Regions from separate parts of the Mus musculus genome. Here regions 2, 3 and 4 are each linked to region 1. Evidence: chromatin contacts called from public Micro-C and promoter capture Hi-C data. All regions are on one chromosome and are shown on one strand. The core of a region is the stretch at or near the end of the contact, and the rest is flanking DNA. Distances in the headings are between cores, read along the strand shown. Region 1 holds the start of Zfp467 (zinc finger protein 467). Region 2 overlaps Zfp746 (zinc finger protein 746). Region 3 holds the start of Zfp777 (zinc finger protein 777). Region 4 holds the start of Zfp783 (zinc finger protein 783).

Region 1 (2,912 bases), core at 373-2,872:
CCCTTGCGCGCACCCGTCGGGTCAACCCCCAGGGGCCCCCTTCGAGTCGGCCCTCAGCAGCTACGGCCTCTCCCGACCCTCCTCTACCAGCAGTCTTGGGCAGCGCTCCCCTCCCCCTTCCTCCTGTGCCCGCCCGCCTAGTTCTCCGCACGCCACCCCCTCCCCAGGCTGCACACTCCCTCCCTTCCTTCCCCCTCCTCTTTTCCTTCCTCCCCCCCCCCACTCCCGCCCTCCCCTTCTCAGCTGCTCTCCCCCATCCGCTTGCCCCTCCCCTCTCCTCCCCCACTCGGGTTTCTTTTCCTTCTTTCCTCTCCTCAGTTCCCTCCCCCTCCCCCACACCAGCCTCCCCTCTGCTTCCCTCCCTCCCGCTGCTCTCCTTCCCCCCTCAGCGGCCCCCGCCTCCCTTCCCCCTCTGCCTACCCTGCAAGCTCCGGCTCCGCTTCTCTCCCCTCCCGGTCCCCAGCCTTGTTCTTCCCCTCCCCCTCCTAGTCCGCTCCCTAGCTTCCAGGTCTCACGCCCCCCATCTTGGGGGGGGGAATCCAAGCTAACCCCACATTCTCTGGACCTACTCCCTCGTTCTGCCCCTCCCCATACCCCTTTCTTCCCAACACACCTCCCTCTCAGCAGCCCCCTTGCCCATTTCTGCTCCCCACTGACTTCACGCCCTCTCCGGAGTTTTCCTTCTGACTAGACTCCCCCCAATCCCCGCCCCTGTTAGAGCTCCGGAGTCACTCCGGGTCCCGGCCCCCTGCCCTGCTCTAGGCTCACCTGTCAGCGTCCTTCGCTCCCGACCAGCCCCATCCCTGAGCCCGTTTCCTGCCCTTTCGCACTGGACCCTTCCTCTATCCCGAGGAACCCTACTCCCGCTCCTGGGGATCCTCCCCGCAGGCCCCTCCCGCCCTCTTCCCACCTGCTCCCACCGGGCCTCCCCGAGTCCTTGCCCTCCCCTCCAGTTTCCTAGTCTCCCCATCTGCGCCAGGACCCTCCCTCCTGACTCCCTTCCCTCCTGGTCTGACCCCCCCCCTCCCCCACACTCGCGTCTGCGCGCCCCTTCCCTCGGGGTTGTCACCTGCCGTGGGTCGGCAGGGCTTGTAAAGCTCCGTTTGGGTGGCGGGGGAGACGCCTGCCCGGGAGTCTCGGGTGTCCTTACCTGGCGGGCTCCTGCGGCTACGTGCCGCGGCCCGCTTCGGGGACCCAGGCGCTCGGGCCTCCGGTCCCGGGCGGCCGTTTGCACAATGGCGCCGGCTGCCTGCAGCTTGGGTGCGGGCTGCCCGAAAGACTCCGGGACTGACAGCCCTGAAACTTCGCGGGGAGGGGAAGGAAAGACGCGGAGGGAGAGGGTGTGGGGCAGCGTTGCGGGTGATCGGGGGGAGGAACCCGGGAAGCGGGAACACTGCTCCGGGGCACAGGCTAAAGCGGAGGGTCTTCGAGAGACCTGCCGCGGGAGGGTGCACTAATGGGCTTGGGTGCAGGTGACGGTCTGAGGGCAAGATGCCCGGAGTGTGGAGATGGAAAGTGGGAGCTTAGGACCGAGGAAGGGCAGAGGGGAGAGGAAGGAGAAGAAGAGGCTAGAAGGAAGGGCACTCGGGCTAGAAGGGAGGGTGCTCACAGCCTAGGAGGGAGGAGCTGGAGAAAGGTGGAGCGCGGAACGGGGTGGTGGTGGTAGTAGTGAAGAGTTGGGGGGAGTAGGGAGAGGAGGGGGCGTGTTTGGGGAGGAGAGCAATGTGTGTATGGCTGTCTTTAAAATCGCCAGTGGCAGCCGAGTAAGTGGTAGCGCCGCGGTCCCGCGGGAGACTGTCTGGCCAGCAGAGATTGGGAGAATCGGTCAAAAAACTCTCCACCAGGATCCACCCAGACCGGAGGACGCGATCCAAGTCTCACCGCGGAGACTGAGGATTAAGAACCAATCTAAGAGGGCAGAGAGAGGGCTCTCAAAGTAGAAAATGGGGAAAAAGGAACCAAGTCCCCGACTGAGACCGCTGGACAGGCATGGAAACTGCAGGGGGTGAGGTGGGGCGGGGCTGGGCGGGGGCGGGGGAGTGTTGTCCGTGGGTAAGAAAACCTCCTGGCGTTAGGTGTGGATCTCTCCCCAGACTTCCACCATTTCTGCTCATGGGTGCAGGTACTCCTAAGCCATCCCCCTCTGCTCTTCAGACACCCTCACCCAGCCCTGGAATTAAAATCTAGGCTGGATATTCCATGCCCTGTGATTTTTCTTCAAACTCCCATGGGCTCCCATTTCCGCCTGCCTGCCCCTGTAGGGAAAAGGGCAGATCCAAGTTACATTTCTCCCCAGTCCAAGCTTCCCTTGTCAGCCAAGTTGCAGAACAGAGCTGCTGGGAGAGAGTCTGGGAAGAGGAGGCCATTAAATGGCCCTCTTGGATAGGACACGGTCCCTGACAATGGCACCCTGACACAAGGATAGTGACACCTGTGGAATCAGGGCAGTGACCCAAGGCTAGCCTTATAAGATGGAGCAGGGATGTCCTCAACATTTACAGATAGTTAGAGTGAAATCTGGAGCAATGGAGACCGACCTGAAGGATCAGGAGGTCCTGTGACTCAAGATGCAAAAGGCTCTTTTAATAACTGGCTGCTTCACTGAGTAAAGATGGCTAGGAGCAGAGTTTGTGTCCCTCTCTGTGTGCAAGAATGGGCTTTGAGAACTGCAGTCCACGTATGTAGGATATGCAGGAACAGTGGCCAGGTGAGAATGTTAGAGAAGTTAGAAGGACACTGTGCCCAGAATAGATGCTGACCCTTCCCCAGGACTGCTCAACTCCCAGGCACCAACCCTAGATATCTGGAAGCAACTGGGGAAACTCATACTGGCCCTATTTTGGTCCCAGGCCCAATAGTAGGCCCAGAGGAAGGAACCCCCAGGCCAGGTGGGGTGCACCAGGTGGGGTGAC
Region 2 (2,929 bases), core at 195-2,694, 380 kb before region 1:
CACTACTACAGCTCCATATGATTCTTCTTAGCCAGGCCAAGGAGTCACTACTATAGTGGAGTTACCACCTTGGACAGGTACCACAGATGGCTCAAAACAGGAAAAAGTCAGGCCTTGGCTTAAAGGGTCTTTTCAGAAGGTAAGGGCTGCTTCTAGTAGGGTTCTTACTGCTGAGTGTAAGCCCCAACATGCCTGGACAGACCTGGAACTCAACCTCCCATAGGGCTGTGTGGTCCATGGCTGGGAGTGCCCTTCTCCCACTGACCATCTTTCTAACACTGGTAAGACACGGTGAACATACACCTCTGAAAGCCACACCTCAAAATCTAACTGGTTGTTGCTACTGTTTTCCAGCTTTTTCCTCAAGAATTAAAGAGAAAAAACAAAAAATGGGTAATTAAATTACTTAAGATCCTATACGGTGTTGAGTTTCACAGTTGGAATTCTACTTTAAGGTGGAGGCTGCATCGATAGTCTTTTCCAGTGATCAGTTCAGCAACATGGAAATTTGGTTCTCTGCCAAGTCTCCCTTTTTGCTTCTGAGCTTTCAGGCCATCCTGCTATCTGCACTCAGGACTGTACATTCGTGGCCTGCAAGGGCCACAGGAGGATTGGGGTCCTTACAGGTCTCCACCACCATCACTGGGTCCCAGAACACTTAGGCCACAAGTCCAGTCAGTCACAAGGTCTGTGGAGGCCATGGGTCCTTTGGCTGCGGGGCTCTTGAAAGGGTCGGGAGGAGCCGGCAGTGGTGGGAGTGGCTGACCGTGTGCGGGCGCCTTGGCCACTGCAGGGTGGTTGCGCTGGTGCTTGCGGAGGTGGTCCTTGCGGATGAAGCTCTTCCCACACACTGTGCAGGTGAATGGCCGCACGCCCGTGTGCGTTCGGTAGTGGTCGATGAGCTTGGAACGCTCTGTGAAGCGCTTCTCGCACTCGGTGCAGGGGAAGGGCCTCTCACCAGTGTGTAGCATGCGGTGGCGGATGAGGTGTGCAGGGCGTGTGAAGCAGCGACCACACTCCCCACACCTCAGAGCGCTGCTGTCCCGTGCACTGCTCCCACCTCCGCTGCTGCCTCCTCCTCCGCCGCTGCCACCACCTCCGCCTCCAGTAGTGGTGGAAGCTGCCCCCGTGGCCGCCCCATCGGACAGTCCGCAGCTGCGCTGGTGGGCACTCAGGCTCACCTGCAGCTGGAAGCTCTTTCCGCAGGTGGCACAGGTGAAGGGCCGGCCTCCGGGTGGTGCCGCCGGGTGCTTCTTCAGCCCCGGTTTGTGGCCGAAGCCTTTTGTCCGGCCAGGGTATTTGCAGGGATCATTGAAGGGTCTTGGGGCCTGGCTGGGGTCCAAGATGGCCTCTCCGTTGTCTGGAGATGAGAAAGGGAGCCCCTCGGGCACCGTCCTCGGGTTCAGGCCCACTGGAGGTTTACACCGGAAATTCCAGCCCCACCTGACTCCGCCAAAGAGCCAATCCCCGGCAGGAGCCTCCTCCTGTGCTATGGCAGGACTGAGCTCACCAATGTCCCTCTCTGGCCGAGTGGGCTCCCGCAGGCCTAGCACTGGGTCCTGGCTGGGGAAGGAACTGCCTTGACTTTCCCAGGCTCCTTCCTGGACAGGGCTAGGGAAGAATCTTGTGGCTTGGCCTGGTGCAAACAAAGTCCCATGAGCCTCCAGGTCCGTGGGATGAACAGGTGTGGCCACCACCTCCTCTTCCTGGACTTCTGTTTTGATAACAATTTTTACATCTGCTGAGAAAAGACAGAGAGTAGGGCAGAGATCATTCTGGACACTTTTAAAGGACAAAATGGGTCAGACACCTTCATCTGGAAACTCGGCAATTACTCAGCCCTATGGAGCACCACATTGGGACCTCACTACCGTTCTAAAATGCGCACCCCACTCTGGGTGAGGCTAGCCAAAAGCTTCATCTGGCCTGGTGACTTCACAGTAAAAGTAGCCCTCAAATTTGGCCCCCAGATTCTGTTTTTTCTTTCTTTGGCCATTAAAGTAAATTACAAATTTATTCTAAAAAAGATTTTGAGAATGGTCGTCGTGTACTAAAAATAGGGCCTGCACTCTGAGGTGTCTGGGACTCTGTACAGCTTTCAGGCACATTCTTAGCCACAGCTTCACTGTGAATGCCCAACTTCATGGGGCTGCAAGATTAGCCAGGACGACACATGGAAAGGTCCCTGGGCATACCATCTGGTACACAGTACTGCAGTTATTCTGATGACCAAAATGTTAACGAACAAGTAGAACTGTTTGACTTTATAGAAATGTATTGAATTTCAACCTCAAGGCCCCATAACAGGACTCTCAGTGTTTTAGCATATTTTGAGGTGGGGGGTGGCAAGAAGATGACAGAAATTTTTTATTAAGGTAACAGAATACTGGCCTTCAAACAAAAGAACACGAATACAAGAATGTGAACGTTGTTCTTCCCAACTCTGGCTTCTGCTGTCTTTGGCAGTACTGGTATCTAGAAGTGGCTTTAGCTCTGTTTGTATGCAACTGTGCCTGGAAGCCACAGGTTGCCTGGGGGATGGGGAAGGCCTATCTTCTAAGACTTCTGCTTATCTGAATAGACTGGCTAACTGAGGAAAGAACTATAGGGAGAATCTCTTTTAAGCCAATACCTGTCAATAAAAAAGCCTATGGCCAATAAGGTGAGGCAGGAAATAGGAGGTGGGACACTGGCAGGAAGAGAGAGGATTCTGGGAAATAGAGAGGGAAGCGGGATATTCGACCGGAACTCAGAGGACGTGGAGGTAAACCAGCCATATAGCTGAACTCAGGTTATTATAAAGGGAGATTGGACCTGGATTTGGATGCATGAAGCTGAGGTGAGTTAACTAACCATGTGGAAGGCATAGAACAGTTTGAATGGGTTAAATCAGTTACGAACTAGTCAGGGAATGAGCCAAATCTTGTGG
Region 3 (3,037 bases), core at 318-2,817, 400 kb before region 1:
GAGGGAAAAGAATACCTGGAGGGCAGGTTAGGTGCCAAACAGAGTTTTACCTGGGACAAGAAAAAAAAAAAAAGCCAGCAGGACAAGACATCTTTACTAACCACCTGAATCAGACAGAGCTCAAAGGAAAATGGTTTTTTTTTCCTTCTCCATTTAGGGATTTGGAATACTGGAAAGGGGTGAAGGGTCATAAGGTATAGCCCCCCCCCCCCCCAAGTCCTGATACAATGTCATCAGCTCCAGCAAACCTGTGGCTTGACCTTACCCTCAAGCAAAGACAGCTAAATCGAATAAGCTCAAATTCTCAAGCTGCTACCTGCTAGCAGGAGAGGAACGTTAGAATTCCTCTGCGCCACATTTCACAGCTTCTACCTGTCTCTCTTTCCTCCCCACCCTTGTGTGGTAAATGATTAGGGGCTCCAGGATCCATGCCAACATACTAGAAACATGCATAACGACACACATCTGACTTTTTACAAAAGCTGTGCCATTTTCTTACATGACCCAGGATGGTTCACTCAGAATTACATGCCATGAAGACCTAAGCCCAGAGGTAAGAATGTTTAAAAAAAAATCTTCATTTTATTTCCCAGGTGTTTTGTTATTGTTATTTTAAGAACTGCGAGGTTTTTAGGAAGCCATCTATCCTATCTCTTCCAGTATACATGGAAACAGGTTCAAAGGCACGGACTCCCATGCAGCAAACCCGCCTAGCACAGCCAGGGTGCCTCAGAGAGCACGTTGGGTGGGAGGGCGTTTAATTATTGAATGGCCCTCGGAAGAACATCAACCTCTTAGGCTCTCATTCGCCAGACCCCATTTATCCGTACCCCAAGTTTGACTCGGGGTGCTCCTGACGCAGAGGCTATGGATCACACTGCTCCCCACACCGGAGTCGCTGGGCTGGGCGCTGCCCGGCCTTCCCCTCCTCCCCCGACGGGCCGCAGCCAGTGCTCGGCTAGCCCAGGCCGCCCACCCTGGCGAAGCCGCCGCCAGCGCCACCCCTCCCCGTCCAGGCCCGCGGCACGCTGGGCAGGCCTCTACGGGACTGCGGGCACCTAGCCCGGGCCGACTCGCTACGTGACCTTGGGGCAGGCAGGGCAGGTCGCCGCCGGGTGTCCGTGCCTCAGTGTCTCCGCTCTGCGAAATGGGAGAGCCGCGTCAGCACCGCGCCCAGGCCGGGAGCCGTTCCGCGGGGCCGAGCTCTGCGGAAAACGTGCCGCTGGCCACCCCGACGGACGCAGCGCCGGCTCCGCAGCCAGGGAGCGAGCGCGCCGCCCGCGCCCCACCTCGGGCCGCGTGTCCGGGAGCCGTGCGGCCGCGCAGCCTCGCACGGACGGCCGCCGCTCCCGCCCGCCCCGGCCGTCCTCCCCCCCAGGGGGCGCGCGAGCCCGCCAGGGCGCCCCCTCCCCGCTAACGTCGCCGCGCCCGGCCCTTACCGAGACCCCAGGCCGGGCCACCGAGCCCGGAGCACGCAGGCTGTCCCCGGGGCCCCGAGGCCGCGCGTCCGTGCGCGCGCGGGCTGCCCTCCCCCGAGCCGGGGCCGCCTCGGCCATGGCCCCGCGCCGCCCGGCCCGCGCCGTGCGAGTCCCCGCCGCCGCCGCCGCCGCCGCGCGCAGCCCCACGCAGGCCCGGCGCCGTGGGCGGGCTGGCAGTGCGGCGCGGCCTGGCCTCACCCGCCGGGGCTGCGCGGCCGTCGGGCCCCGGCCTGCTCGGGGCTGTGCTCGGCGGGCGGGCGCGGGCGGCGGTGGCGGCGGTGGCGGCGTCGGAGCGCGGCTGTGCGGGCTGCGCCCGGGCGGCGAGCTGGGCCCCAGCGCTCTGCGGCCGCCCCCGGCGCGCTCGCCCGCCCCGAGCGGCCGACGCTGCGACCCCGGCTGCGGCCCGGGTCCCGGCTGCGAGCTGCGCGGCCGTCCCGGCGCCTCTTCAGCAGGGGAGCTGCACCGCAGCTGCCATGTTGCTACAAACTGCATCCTGGGAGGCATGTCCCTCTCAGGCGTTTCAAGAGGAGCGCTCGGAGGCTCGTCGGAGGCGGCCGGAACCCAGACAGCTCCATCTACAGCCGGTAGGAGCGAACAGTGAGGCGCGGGCCGCCTCGGCGCCGGACACGCCCTGAGCCCGTCGCGGCTCCCGGTCCCTCGCGGCTCACCTGGCGTCTTGGCGGCCCGGCGCCCTCGGGCCAGGCCGCGGCGGGCAGCGGCGGGCAGCGGCGGCGGCGGAGGCGGCGGAGCGGAATCCCGGGCGCGCGGCGCGCTGGGTCTGGAGGCGGGCCGATGGGCTCCGACAGCCTTCCGCCCGCGGCCGCCTGCGCGTCTCAAACCCAGAACCCGGTCGTTGGCTTTCAAAACCTGCGCTCACAAAGGGATCGGAGAGAGCCGTCACACCACAGAAAGCCGGAGTTCATGTGACCAGCGCAGTGCAGCCCGGGTTCCAGGGACGCGGGCTGTGGATCCAAGGGGAGCGAGGGGTGGGGGTGGGAGTGCTTTGTGAAAAGCCTCAGTGTTGTTTTCGGCCAGAAAGGACAGAATTCCTGGAATCTTTGAGGGCACGGGTTGGAAGGGGCTAGACGGGCTACTTAGGAGGAAACTGAGGCCGAGCCGGGAGTGGCTTGCTGATCCCAAGTTGCAGTTTTCGCCCCCTTGTACTCTTTCCAACCATGAGAGAGAACCCTCTTTCCTGGACAGGTTCAGTGAATCGCACGTTTACTGAATTTGCAGGAGCTGCCAAGATTTGGGAATGGAATGAAAAAAGAAAAATAAGTCTGAGCAGGTGTCCTGGTTACAGTTAGGGATGAATGAACCCCAACTGGAACCTAGAGGAAAAGCCAGAATAATTTTTTCACTTCATAGAACCCCGGGGGTGTCTGGGTTGGAGCTTGTCTTAGAAGGCAACCGGGCAATATGAAGCTCTCAGTAAAAAAACGGAGACCACCAGGCCAAGGACATCTCATTTATTCGTGAAGTGTCACGTGCTCCCCCCCAATATGTCTATGAATTGCGTATCATGTGTGCATACACAGGCAGTGCACACTACTGGCTTT
Region 4 (3,034 bases), core at 342-2,841, 500 kb before region 1:
GCAGTCAGTGCTCTCAACCGCTAAGCCATCTCTTGCCCACCTTAAATGTCTTAAACTGACCTTTAATGAGATCCACTGAGGTTCCTATTTTATGAGCACATACTTGCAGTTTTGTCTTTTAGGTGGTATTACTTAAGAATTTTCAAAATAAGGAGCTAGTTATGGTGACACAAGCCTGCAATCTTAGCATTAGGGAGACTGAGGCAGAGGGATCATGAGGCCAGTCTGTGCTATATAACAAGAACCTGTTTAATAATAAATCAAAACGAATAATGCTAAATGTTGATTTGGACCTTGATATAAAGAGTTAAATGTGATTTAACTATTTTATTTATTTATTTATTTATTTATTTATTTTGAGACAGGGTTTCTCTGTGTATCCCTGGCTGTCCTGGAGCTCACTCTGTAGACCAGGCTGGTCTCGAACTCAGTTAGCTTTTTATTTTGATTTAACTCAAAGTAGCACTGCCTGGTCTTGCCCTAAATGCCAAGGATTCAGTGATGCACCTTAGAGGTAGGTAGTTTGTGTCCTTACTATGTCAGCTGGCCCACACTTTGTTTAGAGATAATCCCCAACACACACACACACACACACACACACACACACACACACACACACACCAAAACAAACCCAAAGATTCAAAGCACAGTTGCCATCTGGAAGTTTATTGGCTTGTTGAATAACGACCATAGAATGGCTGTGAAATGCAGGAAATGAAGAGACCGGTTTTATTTTTATAAATAAATAAATAAAGGTTAATTATGGCTTTTCCGAGTAAAGCTTTCTAGTTTCAGAAGGAAACTGGTCTTAAATGGAATAATGTATTCAGGATAATTCAGGACATGAATTGGTTAGAAACCCTTAGAAATGAACCCAGTAGCTGTGGAGTTGTGGTCCTGTGTCCATTGTCTGTTTTGAAGCCTCCTGGCAGGGAGAGCAGGGCGCTCAATCCCAGCCAAGGCTAAGTAAGAAGATGTACAACTAAGTCCAGACTGGGTGTGGCGGGAAGAAGGAGGAGCTCTGTAGGGGGTAAGCAGAGGCTCTGAGCCTCAAAGGTGAGTGCACATGGAGAGAATACTCCGAAAGTACATCCCTCGGGTTCTACCAAGCGCTCTACCACTAAGGTACACCCCAGTCCTGGACTTGTTTTTTTGTTTGTTTGTTTTGTTTTTTGAGACACGGTTTCTTGTAGACCAGGCTGGCCTCGAACTCAGAAATCCGCCTGCCTCCCGAGTGCTGGGATTAAAGGCGTGCGCCACCACGCCTGGCTTGTATTTTTGTTTTAAACGCACCATTCCCCTTAGCGCTTCCTACTTGTTCTGAAAAACCCAAAATGGAATTTACCCTAGAAAAGGGAATCTGAACACCCTTGGGATGAGGGTGTCCCGCCCCAGCACGGAGTTCAGGGATTTCCTTAGCGTTTTCCTCACGGGCGTCTTTCTCGAATTTACCCGCCCGAAGGCTTGCCTGAGCCAGCTGCCTGCTCGCCCGGGGCCCTGGGGGTAGGGTTGACGCCGCAGGCCAGCGGCCACCGAGTGCGGGCCTTCTGGCTGCAGGGGGCGCCGTGCGCGCCGGGCCGCGGCTCCGGTAGATTAGGGCCAGCAGGGCACGTGGCTTGGGACCGTGTGGAGAGTGCGGGCGCTGGACAGCAGCTCCGGCCCCTCACCGACGCGCAGCCCGCGCCTGGGCCGACCTGTTGACTGAAAATCAGCCGGCGCTTGGCCAGATGCGTCGATGGAGGCCCGCAGCCCAGCGACGACGTGGTAGTCATGGCTGAAGCGGCGCCTGCCCCGGTAAGCGCCCCGGTCCATGGCCGCTGTGTGCGAGGGTCTCGGCCTACCCGGCTCGGAGCACCCCCTGCCCTGGCCCCGGCCCTGGCCTGGAGGCCACGCAGGCCACGGAAGCCATCAGCCTACACATGGCCGCAGGCGGCCTGGTGGGCTGGGCCCTAAGATCGGTGCGCGCGACATGGCCTCCGTAGCCCGGCCAGGCCGGGCGCTACCTTTTCTCCGGAAGGCCTGGAAGGACCCTGCAGATCACAAAGTCCCTGTGTTCTTCTGAGACCTGCGCCCGAGCAGTCAGACAGGAGCCAGGGTCGCCTTCCTGCCACATCTGCAAGGTTGAGGCTGCGAAGGGGGCCTCAGGTCAACACCTTAGGATGAGCCTACCACTAAAATACCTAGCGACTCTACTTTCTCGTAGGAAACAATACTTAACCCAATTTGCAACAGGTTTCTAAATTTTGTGACTGGGTTGGTTTGCCAAGATATAATGGCCCTCGGATCTAGACCAGCCTGTTTACAGAGTGAGTTCCAAAAAGAAGCTGGGGGAGGGGTTAGCTTGGTAATGTTCAGTGTGCCAATTTAGAGGACATGCTAGAAGATTTTCACCAGTAAAAAAAATCTCTCAGTAAGTGGTATCTATTATTACCAATACATCTCAGACAACTCTCTGAAACCTTAGTCTCTTGGAAGCTTTTAGAAAAGAACCTCTCTTTCTCTATTTTGCTGTGTGTCCTTCTAGGTTCCCTGACTACAAGGAATAGAAAGTCAACTGGGAATTGTGGAGGTTGTGGGAGTAGGACTAGAAACCCTTCAGTTCCTTCCCACCTACTCCTGCCCCTTAGTTGTCTTGCAGTACCTAACATCCCAGAAAGCTTACCAACAGGATAGATTTCAACACTATGATAATAACTACAGCTGATACCACGGATGCTCAAGTCCCTTACATAAAATTGTGTAGTGTTTGCATATAACCTATTCATATGCTTTAAAATACATTACATCGATGTCTAGATTTCCAATACAGTGGAAGGCTAATAGTTGCATCGAGGAGGAAATGACGACAAGAAAAATGTGTACATGTTCAGAATAGACAGAGTTTTTTCTTTCCAAATTTTTTTAGGGGGACATTGGGGTAGGGTTGGGGACAGAGTTTCTGTGTAGTCCTGGCTGTCCTGGAACTCACTCTGTATGTAGACCAGGCTGGCCTTAAACTCAACAGAGATCTGCCTGCCTCTGCCTCTAGAGTGCT

What was found. Promoter capture Hi-C pulls out the DNA fragments that hold promoters and counts their contacts. A called contact is a pair of places that touch in the nucleus more often than the background predicts.
Region 2: a promoter capture Hi-C map of embryonic stem cells shows a contact between it and region 1. The contact joins the enhancer-like site here to the promoter of Zfp467 in region 1. A contact is called at or near these places in 5 of 39 promoter capture datasets (the C10 cell line, cranial neural crest and embryonic stem cells), 1 of 484 Hi-C or Micro-C datasets (embryonic stem cells), 2 of 115 datasets of contacts at active chromatin or transcription factors (bone marrow-derived macrophages and forebrain) and 2 of 9 other capture datasets (adipose tissue and liver).
Region 3: a contact with region 1 is called in a Micro-C map of embryonic stem cells, with 4 times the contacts expected there. The contact joins the promoter of Zfp777 here to the promoter of Zfp467 in region 1. A contact is called at or near these places in 2 of 39 promoter capture datasets (cranial neural crest and embryonic stem cells), 3 of 484 Hi-C or Micro-C datasets (embryonic stem cells and erythroblasts), 2 of 115 datasets of contacts at active chromatin or transcription factors (embryonic stem cells and microglia) and 1 of 9 other capture datasets (adipose tissue).
Region 4: a contact with region 1 is called in a promoter capture Hi-C map of stem cell-derived epiblast-like cells, with 4 times the contacts expected there. The contact joins the promoter of Zfp783 here to the promoter of Zfp467 in region 1. A contact is called at or near these places in 8 of 39 promoter capture datasets (cranial neural crest, embryonic stem cells, hippocampal neurons and 3 more), 1 of 484 Hi-C or Micro-C datasets (CD4 T cells) and 1 of 115 datasets of contacts at active chromatin or transcription factors (memory CD8 T cells).

What each region holds. Positions count from the first base shown.
Region 1 is chr6:48,444,203-48,447,114 of GRCm38.p6, forward strand. Zfp467 (zinc finger protein 467) reads right to left here and starts at 1,623. Exons shown (of 5, transcript NM_020589.2): 1 at 1,151-1,623. It also overlaps a transcript of Sspo not described here.
Region 2 is chr6:48,063,212-48,066,140 of GRCm38.p6, forward strand. Zfp746 (zinc finger protein 746) reads right to left here. Exons shown (of 7, transcript NM_001163475.1): 7 at 1-1,741. The coding sequence ends at 621. Among named protein-coding and RNA genes, the nearest start is that of Zfp777, 17 kb to the left of the region's middle. Within about 2 kb of position 1,445, at least 33 of the 459 cell types and tissues checked have an H3K27ac peak or open chromatin away from gene starts, as enhancers often do. A contact at or near this core is called in embryonic stem cells, where this site is marked.
Region 3 is chr6:48,046,547-48,049,583 of GRCm38.p6, forward strand. Zfp777 (zinc finger protein 777) reads right to left here and starts at 1,568. Exons shown (of 6, transcript NM_001081382.1): 1 at 1,440-1,568. The coding sequence starts at 1,556.
Region 4 is chr6:47,941,584-47,944,617 of GRCm38.p6, forward strand. Zfp783 (zinc finger protein 783) reads left to right here and starts at 1,592. Exons shown (of 6, transcript NR_027963.1): 1 at 1,592-1,794.